Regions from separate parts of the Triticum aestivum genome. Here region 1 is linked to region 2. The links are chromatin contacts, called in public Hi-C maps. All regions are on one chromosome and are shown on one strand. Each heading gives the region's core, a stretch centred on a gene start, on an enhancer-like site or on the middle of the called end of the contact. The rest is flanking DNA. Distances are from core to core; before and after follow the strand shown. Region 1 holds the start of LOC123045360 (probable BOI-related E3 ubiquitin-protein ligase 2). Region 2 has its middle 140 kb from the start of LOC123045360.

Region 1 (2,700 bases), core at 53-2,552, 140 kb before region 2:
CCTTGCGTGGTGTGGGGTGGTTGCAGTGCAGGCAAGGCATGCATGCGTGCCTGGTCCAGCCCGCCCGCCCCCGCCTGGCCTGGTCGGACTCAGGCCGTGCCAACGAGGACGGACCGACGGGGCTGGTCGGTACGAGCACGAGCCTTCAAGGCCTGGGAGCAAGGACGACAAACGGACTGCACCACCACACGCGAGATAGATGGATGAGACGTACTGTAGTAAATGTGGCCAGGCCAGCGGCCCTGGTGATTTGTGCATGGCATGGGTCCGGGATTAATTACTGGTGGCCGTGATTCGCGCATCTAACTGCGGTTTGGTTTGGTTTGGTGTGGGAATTTCTAGATCCGGTTGTGGGGGAGCATCACGGTCACGCACTTGACGTTTCGGGGGGCGTATTCAAACCTGTGACCGACGAGACGAGGCATGAATAATAATGCGGCCCGGCATTCAATGACACGCCACTGGTACGACGGTAGGTTGTGTGTGGGTGGGGGCGTCTGCACCTTAATTCTCGCATCTCCGTGGCCTGTGCCGTTGAAACTGATCCGTATCTAAAAATACTCTACTCAACATTTAGTACTAGTAGAGCTGAATTGATAAACATTTCTTTCAGGTGAGCTGCTATAAATTCCAGTTTATTTTCGAAAAGATCCAGTTGAAATTTGCGTGTATGACACGTCCCGGTGCCTGCTTGACGAACCACACAAAGCCACGCTGTAGTATTGTAGAGTAAATTACAGTCGGCTTTCATAAGAAAATTATAGTCGTATTTTTTTCTGAAACGTACGTATATTGTAGAGCTGTACATTACTGTAGCTATTACTAAATGCTTGTAGGCCGTATCGTAAATTGCAGAAGCAGCGTAGCCATAGGAAATGAGGGAGAAAGGAAAGGAAAACGTCAAAGCACCGAGAGCAGAGGAGTGGCCCACCTTTATTATCATCATGCAACCCCCACCTCCGCCCGGACCACCACTGTCCTCCCCCGCATCTCACATCACTCTCCACGACGAATCAATGGCCACAGCAGGCAGGCAACAAAAAACGGGGCAGGAAAAAGAGAGCAGGAAAGAGGAAAAGCATTCCACACCGTAAACGATAGGCATTATTAAAGGCAGGCGCGGAAAAGATAGGGAGATATGGCATCGCATCGCATCCGTCCAACCCATCCGCTTTGGCTGCCTCCCTTCCCCGTCAAAATAAACAAGAGGCAGACAGCTTTTGTCCCCTTGCAGGCCCCCCACACACACCCAACCCAACGTGTCTTCCCCGCACCCACGCCGTATATATAACCGCCCCCCTCCTCCACGCCTCCTCCTCGTCCATCTCTCTTTCTATCCATCACAACTCCCCAGCCGTTTCCGCTCCCCCACCCAACTCCTCACGCATCGTCGTCGTCCTTTGCGTCGGACACCTTGCCTTCTCCGCCTCGCCCTCTCCGTCACCCAACTCCTCTCCCAGACAAGATACATAGCGGTGCTGCTGTGGCGGCAATGGCTGTCCAGGCGCGGTTCCTCTCCCACGCCTTCCCCCACGACCTCAACGCCTACAGGTCCACGGACGCCGCGGCGCCGGGTAACTCCCAGTTCCTGGACGAGCACGCCGGGTGCGCGCCAGCGGTGCCGTGTATTGGGAACAACACTGTGCTCAGCGATCTCCCGCGAAGCGAGCTCACATGCAACGACAACTGCGGATTCGCGCCGAGGAAGCGGGCGCGCATGGCCGGGGACGAGCCGGCGGGCCTCGCCGACCTTGCCCGGCAGCGCTTGGTTCTGCAGCAGGCGGCGGCGATGCACGGGCTCATGCTGCCTTGCGATGCGCAGAGCAGGGCGGTCGGCTCCGGCGCGGCCTCCACCAGCGGGAGGGTGGCCAATGCCGCGGGCCTCAACACGCTGCTCTACAACCAGGGCGTGGAGATGGACGCGCTCATCCGGCTCGAGGTATGCCCGCGTGCCTCTTTTTCTTCGCGATTGGAGTCGGGTTGACGATCGGTTTGGTCGAACGGTATCTCACTTGCTTGTCTACGTCTGTTGTGCAGACCGAGAGAATTCGCGCGGGGCTTGAGGAGGCGCGCCGGCGACACGCGAGGGCAGTGATGGCTACTGTGGAGCGCGCTGCGGCGGGGCGGCTTCAGGCCGTAGAGGCTGAACTGGAGCGCGCGCGATACCGCAACGGCGAACTGGAGGAGAGGCTCAGGCAGATGACCGCAGAGGGCCAGGCGTGGCTTGGCGTCGCCAAGAGCCACGAGGCCGTCGCCGCCGGCCTCCGCGGCACGCTGGACCAGCTGCTTCAGCCCCCCTGCGCCGTCGCCGGGGCTGGTGAGGGTGATGCCGACGACGCGCAGTCTTGCTGCTTCGAGACCCCAGCGGGCGACAACGCCGACGACGCGGCGTCCAAGGCAGTCACGGCGGCTCCGTCGTGCAAGGCCTGCGGCCAAGGGGACGCCTGCGTTCTGCTCCTCCCGTGCCGGCACCTGTCCCTGTGCGGTGCGTGCGAGCCCTCCGTGGACACCTGCCCCGTGTGCGCGGCCACCAAGAACGCCTCGCTCCATGTCCTCCTATCTTGACCATCCAACTCCAAGCCATGCAGCCCGTTGGGCCGACGGTGGACGTACGTCGCGCGGCCGAGCTCGTCGTCGGTGTCGTGTTCTGCAATATTTGTTTTTGTTTTCGCTGCATGTGGGCTTGAGTAGTGTTGCACA
Region 2 (2,700 bases), core at 26-2,525:
CAAGGACGCACGGCTCCTCGCAACCGCTGGTCCCTCATGACGACGGAGACGGACGCTCGCCGCCTTTGACGGAAGAATGGAAAGGCGCTCCTGCCTGCTATTGAGCAGTCGGAGCGCGAGGCGAAGGAGGCAACGGTGTAGAAGGCTCGGGTCGCCAAGTTGAAGCGGGGGCAGGACAGGACGGTTCGTCGGATGAAGGGGCTCATTGTCTTCTCTGACTTCGACCCCGACGACGGCGACGACGACCACGACAGCTGCACCTTCTCCTCGGACGACCAAGACCCTCCACCAGCTGCGGACGCTTACAGCTACGTCGGCGACCGGAATGGTAATGGCCCCGCGAGGAAGTGGTGAAGATTCGCCGTCTCCCCCTTTAATTTCAAGTTCTTAGTAATCTAATTTAAACTTGTCCATCATCTATGTGAATTATGTGAACTTTGACGATCTTTTGGAGATCCGTTGGTGATTTTTTGGTGATCGGAATATGCATTTCTATGTTGATTCTATGTCTGTTCGATGATCTATGTCGTTTAGTTTCATATTGCATGCTTAGTATGAATATAAGGTACCGGATATGAGATACACGGATAGTGGACGACATGATTTGCTTTATGCTGGCGCGCCTGGCCCGCGTCCGTGTCACAAGCATCGATTCGCGATGGAAAAAAATAAAGATATTTATATGAATTTTATTGTTGGCCTACCTTAGCCTATTGGGCTAAATCCACCACCGGAAATGGCCATATAAATAGATAGAATTCTCGCAACCATATCAACTACTCTATACGTATAATCTAGAAGGTGCTATTTTGCTTAACCATGATCTAGGGGGTGTTATGTCAACAGATCTCTCGCCTTATGTCTTTTCAAGTGTTGTTGATGGTGCTTTTATGTGTGAACTGATTCGTGCACTAGTCGGAAAAAGGCCTTTGGTACTGGTAACACAAGAAGCGCGGTAGTGCACTGTTTTGTTTGATACTCCTACCTGGAATAGACAACTCGGCGCAGGTTCCTCTCATGGTATGGTTGAAGTGCCGGCCCCGTAGGTAGCCAGGCACAGATGCTTTTGGCCACTTGAGTGTACTTCTCGTTTAGGCACAAGCACGAGATATATTATTCTCCCGCCACCTTTATAACCACTTTAAGATGCGTTGCGTTGCGTTGGTTCAGTATAATTGTTGTTGCTTTGCTTGGGTCGGTGTTGGGCAGGGGCATCTCGGTTGAGCTCTTTTATAGTACCCTGCGACAATTATAGGCCGTCCATTCGTGAAATCTGACGGAGAGGAGCGATCTGTACTGCTCCAATTTGCGAATGGAACCGCGAGCGGTATAGCTTGCACTGCTTTGCTCCCGTCCTCCAGTATACAGTATACATCTCCGGGGCCATGGGTAAGCACCCTCTGCCTCGCCATGTACACCGCGTTGCTCTCCTCCGTCCATCCCTCCTCCTGTTTCTCTTGGCACGAGAAGCTCGTGGAGGACCCCCGTCGCGCTGCGGGACAGGCCGGTGCTCACCCGCGACTATTCTCGCCTTGTCTTCGTCTCCATGGAGGTCCATGCCCCACGCCGGCGTGGTGGGCCCGTGTACTCTGCCGACCTCCCCTCTGGGTCCGGGCTACGGCAGCGCGCAACACCTCACCCCGGCTTTCCCGCATCGTCGATTTCAGCCCCGCCGTCTCGCCCTCCGGGGACGGGACTGCCGCCGCCTCGCCCAACGAGGACGGCGGTTGGGCCGGCAAGGCGTAGGACCTCCACACCGATGACTACACCTTCCGGATACCTGATCGCTTCCGGCGCATGCTGCTCGTACGCGACGATCGCTGGCCTTGTTGGGCAGACGAGGCCACGGCGGCCAGCCGCCCCTGCCCGCCTTCTAGGATTTCGGCCGCCGCGCGAGCGTGGCAATTTTCTTTTCCGTCGCCATTATCTGGCAAACGGCGTATCTAAGGCTCTAGCCGCCGTGGCACACCCACAACCCCTTCATTGTGGACGGCCACCGTCGTGCTCATCTTCTTTCGCCTACCCGAAACCCCTTTCTTCACCATGTTTCTGGACTGGGCCGTCAGTAGCATGGTGCAGGTCTCTCCCGAACGACCTGAGGCGTCAGCATGCGGCTCTGCCATGGCTGAGATTTTGAAATTGAGGGTGATGGTTGAGTCCTGGACTCCTGGTTGATAACAGTTGCCATCGCCCTCAATTTCAAAATCCCAAAACTGTCTATCCTATCCCCAGAATATCAATGGCCCGATTTTAATATACTGCTCCCTCGCCTATCAACAGTATAGGGTACCGTAAAAACTCTCTCTTGGTTTGACACTTTGGGACGGGAGAAAAGAAGATTGACGATCAGCTGGCCGGCTACGGTAAAGCACGCGATTTCTTTGGTTCGATGGGTGGACGGGTCCGAATAGTTATCCGAACGGAATCGCTTTGGCGTATGATGCAGCTATCGGCCGGCTTGCGCCATGATCGGCACCATGAACACGAAAGCTTCTCCTCGAGAGGTGAAGTGAGGTGAGGTTGTCCATCGGATCGAATCAATCGCTTCGTTGTGGCTAAAGGCTTTGACGTACGAACACGATGGTTGCTTTGTGCTCGCGCGCATGGCCCGCGTCCATGTCACAAGCATCGATTCGCGATGGGAAAAGAAGAAGAAAAGAGACGAGTCGTGCATGGGGCGTGGCATTGGCATGTGCCCGC

What was found. Hi-C and Micro-C count contacts between places; a contact is called where the count stands out from the background.
Region 1: a contact with region 2 is called in a Hi-C map of leaf, with 4 times the contacts expected there. The contact joins the promoter of LOC123045360 here to the enhancer-like site in region 2. A contact is called at or near these places in 3 of 5 Hi-C or Micro-C datasets (leaf and an unstated tissue) and 1 of 1 datasets of contacts at active chromatin or transcription factors (leaf).

What each region holds. Positions count from the first base shown.
Region 1 is chr2B:445,915,118-445,917,817 of IWGSC CS RefSeq v2.1, reverse strand. It overlaps LOC123045360 (probable BOI-related E3 ubiquitin-protein ligase 2), which reads left to right and starts at 1,302. Exons shown (of 2, transcript XM_044468389.1): 1 at 1,302-1,939; 2 at 2,038-2,700. The coding sequence starts at 1,493. The coding sequence ends at 2,565.
Region 2 is chr2B:445,775,591-445,778,290 of IWGSC CS RefSeq v2.1, reverse strand. No RefSeq gene overlaps it. Among protein-coding and RNA genes, the nearest start is that of LOC123045360, 140 kb to the left of the region's middle. Within about 2 kb of position 1,275, at least 6 of the 8 cell types and tissues checked have an H3K27ac peak or open chromatin away from gene starts, as enhancers often do. A contact at or near this core is called in leaf, where this site is marked.